Linked DNA regions of Mus musculus: region 1 is linked to region 2. Evidence: chromatin contacts called from public HiChIP or PLAC-seq data. All regions are on one chromosome and are shown on one strand. The core of a region is the stretch at or near the end of the contact, and the rest is flanking DNA. Distances in the headings are between cores, read along the strand shown. Region 1 holds the start of 4930562F17Rik (a long non-coding RNA gene). Region 2 overlaps Pappa2 (pappalysin 2).

Region 1 (4,342 bases), core at 1,313-3,812, 400 kb after region 2:
GGACAGCACAAATTCACACCAATCAGTTATCCCTTTTAAAGGCATGATATTGGAGGGAGAGTAAGAGATACAGGGGTCTGTGAGGAGTTGAGGGTGAATACAATCAAAATACACTACATGGAATTCTCAAAGAATTAATAAAGATATGTTCTAAAAGAAGACTAATCTTTTACCTTATAAGTGTCATTATTAGATGGGATTTAAAATAAAACAGCCCTGGATTCCTACTGTCTACTTCTTCTACAACTGGTATGAAGAGTCTGTGTTATTTTTACCACAATAATCTTCCTCAGTAATTAGCCAATGTTATATGAGTGTGGCTAATCTCCTTTTTCTTCAGTTGCAGGGTCATCATTTGACCTGGTCCTGATCACTGCCAGTATCTCTTCTATTTGATCTAGGAATTGGCAAATGATTCCAATCAGTCCAATAATATCGGTTGACAAAACAAACTTCTTTCCATTAAGGTTGTTAAACTGATAATGTGTAAGGTCACAGAACTATGTTGAGGATCGGCCTTGAACACAAAGGAAGAAGAGCTGAAAAATATTCCCCTTTAAAAAAAAAACTTGCTGAAACTCTAAACACAGCTCTGTTTAAAACCAGAAATAACATTGACCCAGTCATACTGATCAGTAAATTCTCTATTTTGTGTGACATGGTTTGAGTTAAGTCTTCTGTCATTTGAAATCAAGGGGATGCTGACAGTAGACCATCCTTCCAAAGCATCCCATGACTCTCATTTCTATCTCTGCACTCGAACAGTTGACTTGTCATCTCAACCTCTAGACTGTGAGCTTAGAAGAGTGACTATGTGTCATGGTTTGAACACGTAATGTCTGCCCAACCTCTAGACTGTGAGCTTAGAAGAGTGACTATGTGCCATGGTTTGAACATGTCATGTCTGTCCAACCTCTAGACTGTAAGCTTAGAAGAGTGACTCTATGTTGTGGTTTGAACATGTAATGTCTGCCATGGGAATATGTTGGTCCCCAGCTACTGGTGCTATTTTGATTCTATGTCCTTGATACTGTGGGCCAAGCCCCAGTGAAAAGTATCTGTTATAAGGAAAAGTTGCTAGATCCAGTGAAGAAATTAGGCAATGTCTCCTGACTTTTACAAAACAGGAATAAGACCTAGAACTACTGTCCACCTGGAAGATTGTCACAGACCTCTACCTTCACATTAACAACAGGTTTTTATCCTAAGTGCAATCTGGAGTTCTTTTTGTTAAGGTTCATCTGTCCAGACTGAGTCCTGCTATAGCATGAAGACAATAAACACTGGCTGGAAAGAGGACACTCCAAAAGGAAGGCTATGCCTGGAGCACCAGAGGTAAGTAGAGAGGCATCTCAGTTATTTAGGCCCTAGATGTTTCTGTTTTCTGTGGTATCTGGAAAGTGGCTGTAAAGATAGGAGAAAAACAAACAAATAAACAAACAAAACCAGGAGCAAGGGGGATTTTTTTTTTCAAAATTTCTGGGATAAATCACATTTCCTGAAGAACAACAAATGATCCTGAAAGGGGTTTTCCAGGGTTAACTATAAGGTGGAGGCCAAATGCAAGATTGTTTGTGAGAAAATATCTCTGCAAAACTCCAGGTAGAAAGTTCTGGTCTCCATACAACTTCTTTATCATCCAGGATCTTGGATGCTCCACAATCCCCAACCAGACAGAACATATTCTTAAATAAAAACCTCAGTATTAAGGAATGGGTTGACTCTTTGCATATTGATGGTCAATGGGATTCCTTAATCCTCAAACCATTATAGGCTGTTGCCAATACATTTCATTTCCTACAGAACTTCAGGGTAAGACCCTATTTCTGAAGACACCACACACTGGACTCACAGACAATCAAGCTAGTATTCACTTAGAAGCTTCACCCCTAAAAGCTAGCTTCCATAGTGCTGGAAGATGACATTCATACTATTAGATGGGAAAAATAATAATCACCATTCTAACCCAACTGTAAAGTTGGCAAACTACAACATGATGGGCCTAACAGGACATGCCCACTACTGCAATAGTGGCGCAAACATTATGTGAGTAACCAACCACTCTCACATGTGATCTATGGCCTACTGTCTGAGATAGAAACAGATGCATTGTTAACAGAGCCAAGAACATGAAGTTATATACACACACAAAGGATAACCTAATGCTATTATTCTGATAAATGGACATAGCGTTAAAGTGACTGGTAGTGCTTAATGCTGTTGCTGCAATACAGTGCATCTTTCAACCCATAAGCTGCTGCTTCTAGTAGATGACAGCTAACACAGAGATCCTCAACTGGTCCATATGCAGAGAATAAGAGATTATGGAGTACTCAGTCCTGAATGGAATGTACATATCCCATCCATTCCCTTCAAGACTCCAGGGACTTCACAGACAAGAGGGCAGAAAGACTGTAAGAGCCAGAGGTGAAGTATGACTTCACAAAAACTATGTTTTCTAGATACATGGGGCAGTTGCATATATGAATCCACAGCAATTATGACATCATGCACAAGATGTGTGTAAACTAAAGATAGAGGAAAAACCCCACCATGGAGCAAGAGTGATAGATAGACAATCCCACTGGGATCTGAAAAGCCGTTGGTATTTTCTAACTGCTAAAGGAAGAAAGAATCGGCTTTTCTTAAAGATGTGATCCTTGTAGGTTGATTCCAGGGCAGGGCCCACTCCCCAGAGTACTTGGGCAACGCAAACTTCATACGAAAAAGGAGGAGGAGAGAGGAGGAGGACCAATAGCAGGGTGAAGAGAGAGAACAGGTGAGAAGGAGTGAGAGCAAGAAGGAGAGGGAGGAGAGGGGGAAGGGGAGGGGAGAGAGAGAGAATTCAAAATTGAGTGGATGTGGGTAAGGGGGAATATGTCAGAAATTGGGAAAGGGCAAATATGATCACAATATAATTTATAACATTCTCAAACAATTAATAAACTTGCTTTTTAAAAGAAGTCTAGCCCCTTGGCTTAAGGCCTAAAATTTTGCTTTAGTGAAGGTGTGCTCCTAGGAACACAGGCATCTGCATGCTGCAAATGCAGGGCTCTGACTCGAGCTTTCCTTGGATTTACAGCATCCCTAGAAGATCTGTGCAAGTATTGTAAATTTTAATGTCACTAATATGCTGGTGATCACTTGTCTATACGCCTCCAGCTCCCTGCCCCCAGAAACTCTTCATTTTAGAAAACTTTTATAAAATTCTCTTATGAATTGGTATTGTCTCTAAATACTGGCCGCCATGAGATGCTTAATCACAAGATGAATGAGTTCCTGTCCTTTGCTGGAATAACTCTAGTAATAGAAGAAAACCAGGAAACAAGGCACAAAATAAATGGGAGAGTAACACTAAATGCACATGTTCGGCAAAAAACAAATTATTCAAAAAATAACAAAGAAAAATCTATAATCTATTAAGGCAAAATTATATATATAATTTCATTCAGAGCAGCGCTGACAAATCAGCTCAGAATCAAAAGGCAGCTTTCATTAGAATCACAGGAAACCCTTCTTCCGCTTCCAGATACCGAAAGACCTGTTTTCTGAGCTGTTTGGACTTGTTTCTTTCTCTCGCCATCCAGTATAATCTGTGATTATTTCAGATATGCTTCTCTGACGCAGTTCTTAGAGCCTGAAGCAGCTATGTCGTCATCGCGCTTTGCAGACTTTGGTCTAAGACAGCCCAGCTCTTGACACAGCTGCCTCGAAGGAGAGGCAGGAAAGAAATCCATCAGCTACATCTTCTCCTGCGGAAAAAAGGATTATCAAACTTCTCTTGAGGTAAGAGCACCCTCTGGTGGCCGATGTCTGCATTGTGCGCTGACAGCTCCATCTCAAACTAGACTCAATGCCCATATCCTTCCAGATGGAACCTATTTCACTGATCTCCCTTGGTAGCAAAATGGCCCGCTGGGCTCCAACATATAAAGCCCGAGTTCAAAGCTTTGTGCTACTATTAACTCATGAGTTAATTCAGTCTAATTACCTTCCTGAACCATTTTTACTTAAAATAAGAAAACAATGGCAGATTTGGGATCAAATGAAAACATCTGCTATTTAGTAAAACAAATACAAGCAAGATATTCTACAGTGTTTTGCCAGTCACACACATATCTAAGACCTAAGAACAAAGTTCTTTATTTTATATAAATATTATACTAAATCGTGTGGCATTATATTTCTGGTAGCCTGTTCATATTACACTCTTAAATCTATAACAATAAGTTTTGTGCAGATAGCCGCCTTTGACCTTCATCTATGACCCCGTGTCCATGTTGACTATTACAGCTCTTTGCTTTTGATCTCTTTCCCAAAACCACCTTTCAGAGACTTTTGT
Region 2 (4,795 bases), core at 722-3,221:
AAAGGCGGATATATACACCAGTTATTACAACCTTTAATCAGGTAAAAGCAGCCTGTTGGAGATCATTGCATCTAACAAAATGACTCCTAGAAATGACACCCAAAATTACACCTCAAATGACATCTAAATGACAGAAGCTCAGAATACACTCACAGAAATGGCCAAGTGTTTGAAAGACTTGAGAGTTCTGCTCTTAGCAAATGGAACTGACCAGAATTAAATACATACAAATTCATAAAGTCTGTGTGAAGCATGGTGTCAACATCACTCTCGGTGTGGATGAAGAAGAAGCCTTCTAGATGGAGACTTAGAAAAGAGACTAGGCCTGTTTGAGATCTACCAGGAGAAAGCAGATTGCAAATATTACTCGGATTTCCCAAAAGGGATGTTCAACAATGCTCCCTTTATGTGACCAAAGGGGACAAAGGGAAGGGATGGGCTTCCAAGGCAGCTGAGGCTGGAGCCAAGAACCATGAAGAATGATCCACAGCCACTGGAAGCTACACCCAGGGACCACTCACAGTTACTACCAAAGGAGCAGAGTCTGCTCTCACAGCACAGGCCTTTTTTAAGTGCTGCTCAGCATATTTCATAATTGCTATGGATCAGTGACTTTTATGTGCGTCTGTCTTCTCCCCTTGAATGGGAATGTTTATTGTATTTGTCTCATTTCTGCTCCACTTTGTACCTAGTGCGAGTGTGATGTGGCAAGTTGGTGATTTTACACTCCAGATTAAGAAAAGTTACATCATGACCTGGTATACATTTCAGGTTCAGAATTCAATCCCAATGGTCACCTTCTATATCATCTTGGCATGAGACATGGTGTGTATAGAATACAATAATCCACTTGTTTGACAAGAGAGGCTGAGGAGTTTTAGTTCATAGTTGTTTCCATTTGCCTTTTCTTTGTTGTGACTTCCCTATAGTTAGCAGTGTCTACTGCTTCCTTCTCCTATCTTTGGACCCAAGCATAGGATCTACTTAGACCAATGAATGATGAATGTATGTGATATGCATCACACTCAACCAAAGACTTTTACTGGGTTAGCAGCATCCCTTTTCCTTCTCAAGATATCTCAGATTATAAGGTAGCTGCTGACCCTAAAATTCTAGTTCCTGGGTCCCTTAGAAGGAGACCTAGAGTACAGGCACATTATTCAACCTTCAGGAGCAGAAGCAAGAACGATGTTTTGTTACTAAGACACAGATATTAGTGGATTACTTGCTAGGCAACATTTCAACATAAAACAGCTATGTGCCATTTCCTGTCATCTCTTTGAACTTCCATATGTTCCAATGGATCTTTCATATTCACATCTATGATACCTCTTATAGATCCATGTCCATAATACCTTCATCAAGTGATTAGGTGAATTTTTTTTGCCTTATTCTCTGTATTTCTATACAATTTGTCTCACCTCATTGTATTACTACCCTTGGATAGCAATCTGATTTTATAAAATCTCTATTGGATACATTGTGCTGGGAAATCATAGATCTCTTTGGTAATCTCAGCACATAATGGGCACTTATAAAATAAAACCTTGAATGAAGAAGTTAATAAATGTTCCTGAAGGGGGGGTGACCATAATTTGTTACTACAGAAAGGAAAGCTCTACTGCAAATCTTAGTCACTGAGAACAGGGACAAAAATGTGCTCACTGTAATACGGGATGAGGTTCATACAAAAAAAAAAAAACAAACCAACAAAAAAAGACAGAAAAAAATCTTTGGTATGTGTGTTGGAATTTGGAGGCCTGCTTTCTGTAGCTAAAGTTAGAGATGGGGAGATACTTCCCATGCATGAAGCATTGTACATTCCTGGGTTAGAACATGTTTTCTTTGGGGGTTGTTGTGGTTTCTTTCTTTCTTTTCTTTTTTCATTTTTCCAGCATTGGAAGCATGGGTGTTTACAATGACAATAATGAAAGCACAAGGCTGGCCCAGTATGACTCAGGAGAGAACTTATAAATGTAGCAAGAGGTAGAGAGTGGAGAAATAGGGTGTGTGGGGGCAGCGGGAGGGGGAGAAAGAAAAACTATAGTTGCCAGGAGTTGAAATGAAGAAAATGCCATGGGTGACACGTGGCTGGCACTGTGGGTAGTGACATCTGCTCTCTGTGAGGATTCCCAGGCTTCGCAGCTGTGTGTGCATGTGCAAATGTAAGGAAACACTAAGCCCTTTGCTGTAAGAAACCTGCTGTTGACTCTGGCCTCACTAGTCTGAAATGCTGTCTCAGAGTCAGCCTCTTGCTATGGGTTAGATCTCCAGGCAACTTACTCTTGCAAAGAATATTGGAGGCTATAAAGGGACTGTGGAAAGAAAGCAAGCCTGAGTGAAGCCACAGGGACACTTTTGACACTTTAGGATCTTTCCTTCATGGCCTGATCTCAAGTAGAAGTGAACGTTATGTATAAAGTTGAAGAAGGGATAGGGGACAGACTGGGAGGATAATGACACAGGGTCACTAGGTTAGAGGTTTTGCAACATGACAGGCAAAAGTCTGTGTTTGCAAAATTGATGTGCAGGGCTTGTATCAGGCTTGGGTGAGCATTCAGAGTTTCATGTTTGTCTTCTGATTACTCTGCTTAGGGAAATGGAGGCAAAGCAAAGAGCAGGAATCCTCTAAAGTTTGAGGCACTCTTAGGGTAGCTGCTAAAGGAAAGTAGCTTCTAGCTGTTGAGCTGGTGCTGGGAAGCAGCTGGGAAGCTTCAGGTTTGAGTTGTTAGCCTCCTTAATCAAGGATTGAACACTCAATTGTGTGCCTACACATGGAAAGGTGGAACCAAAGAGATGCAAAACGTAGTTCAAAGCTGCTGGCCCAAAAGAAACCAGACTGAATTACAAGAGCTATGTGAGGTTTCTGTTTCTCTACTCTATCTATGCACATCTCCAAACATGGACCCAGCTTTCTTGGTGGTACCCACCACTAAGCAGCCCATAGACTATGTCACCTGAAGAGTGGCTATGTCTCTCCACCTGAGTTTGCTTCAGAAGGCTTTTCATACATGGGGGGTAACCATCATGATAATCTTATACATATGTGCAGTGTGTTAGTGTCTACAAACACTATCATGAGTGGTATCTCACTTGAGAGTCAAAAGAATTGTATGTATCAAGCAAGGGAGACATTTGCCTTCTTTCTGAGCTAAATAACTTTATGAGCTCAGAAAAAGAAAGGCATTCTGTGAGCCTTGATCTGCTTTCTTTAGGGCAGAAATGCTGTCAAAGAGCTGAAAAGACAGAGAGAGTCCAAATTTCATCTACCCCCAAATTCACAGTACAGGAAGATGCTGACCATAGGCTTAACAAAAAAGAATTTGGTAGAAGACTGTCTTAAATGAGTCATAAAGCTGAGGGCTTCTCAGTAATTTCCCCATTCATGTGTGAGTTATGTGTTCCTTTTACCACAATTGTCGAGCTACTTTTTAATCCTTATCCAGCTGCTGTTTTCCTCTTCAATCCATGATGCTCTTAACTTCTTACTTAACTCATTAGCTGAAAAATGATGAGTGAGTACAACACTCCAGTCCCTATGTCACTACCATAAGAACTCGATGTTTGACAGTGGAGACAAATAAACATCTACTCCTGGAGCTTCTACGGGAATAGGGGTGGTCGAAAAACACACACATATATAATGAGAATGCAATGAATCTATTAAGAAATAGTGTCTATGTAAAGGAATTAAGAGGGTTATGTGGTAGGGGGTTGGTAGTGGAAGATGTGAGAGGGGGGAGAGGACAATTGTTACTTTCAATGAAATGGTCAGAGGGACAATATTTGTAGGAGATATGCAAGCCACCACAAAGACATCCAGTTTTACTCTGGAGAACTGAGAAACCTGGAGGTTAATTTTTATCGTTAACTTGACACATTCTAGAGGCACCTGGGAATGTACTCTCAAATGAAGTTCTCGCTCCATCAGAGCAGCCTATGGCCATGCCTTGATCAATGATTGATAAGGGAGGGCTCAGTCCACTAAGGGCAGCCCCATCCTTAGACAGGTAGGCATAGTCTGCATAATAAAGATAGCAGAGCATGTGCCAGAGAACAAGCCAATAAGCAACATTCCTCGATGGTTTCTGCTTTAGTTGCTGTTTACGTTCCATCATTGATCTCCCTCAATCAGGACTTTCACATGGAAGTATAAGTGAACTACCCTTTCCCCCTCCAAGCTACTCTGGTCATGGTGTTTAATAGAAAGCAAACTTTAAGTAGGAGTGGTGAAGACTAGCTGTGAATTTGCTTGCATTTTAAAAGTATGTTCTGGAGACTACTTAAAGCATATCATTGGGCAGCAGAGGTAGGAGTGAAAAGAGTCAGGAAGTGTTGTAGCAATGGAGGTGATGATGGTGGTGGAAGAGATAGGGAGGCTACAAAAGGGTTACTTTGTGGATATTTGTAATAGCAGAGTTAATAGGATTACTGAATAAATTGGATGTGACTGGTAACAGAAAAAGAATTAAAGTAGCATTGAGAATTGTGTTCTGAGCAACTAGACAGAAGAACTTGCCATGAACAGAAATTGGAAACTACACAGAGAAATACCATGAATTCTTGGATCCAATTGGAAACCCTATAAACCTTACTTGCAGTTATTTTAACTTTCTTCCCACTTGACTCAGAGGCTATGGTGGTGTACTTCCTTCTACCTATCCCTGTTTACTATGGGGCCTTATGTCCTCAACCATATCATCTTCAAAGCCAACAATATTCCCAGTTCCTCCTAGCAAAGTTCTTCCCATGGACACCACTCTTCACTCAGATCACTGTCACTTGTATTGTAGGA

Evidence for each region. HiChIP or PLAC-seq counts read pairs in DNA pulled down with a chosen protein or histone mark.
Region 1: an H3K27ac HiChIP or PLAC-seq map of oligodendrocyte precursor cells shows a contact between it and region 2, with 12 times the contacts expected there. The contact joins the promoter of 4930562F17Rik here to the enhancer-like site in region 2. A contact is called at or near these places in 6 of 484 Hi-C or Micro-C datasets (embryonic fibroblasts, embryonic limb bud, embryonic stem cells and 1 more) and 5 of 115 datasets of contacts at active chromatin or transcription factors (the NIH/3T3 cell line, embryonic basal ganglia, embryonic fibroblasts and 2 more).

Annotation. Positions count from the first base shown.
Region 1 is chr1:159,131,719-159,136,060 of GRCm38.p6, forward strand. It overlaps 4930562F17Rik (a long non-coding RNA gene), which reads left to right and starts at 2,563. Exons shown (of 4, transcript XR_865669.1): 1 at 2,563-2,779; 2 at 3,609-3,786.
Region 2 is chr1:158,731,275-158,736,069 of GRCm38.p6, forward strand. All of the region lies in intron 21 of Pappa2 (pappalysin 2), which reads right to left. Among named protein-coding and RNA genes, the nearest start is that of Gm37679, 180 kb to the left of the region's middle. Within about 2 kb of position 1,972, at least 40 of the 459 cell types and tissues checked have an H3K27ac peak or open chromatin away from gene starts, as enhancers often do. A contact at or near this core is called in the NIH/3T3 cell line, embryonic fibroblasts and oligodendrocyte precursor cells, where this site is marked.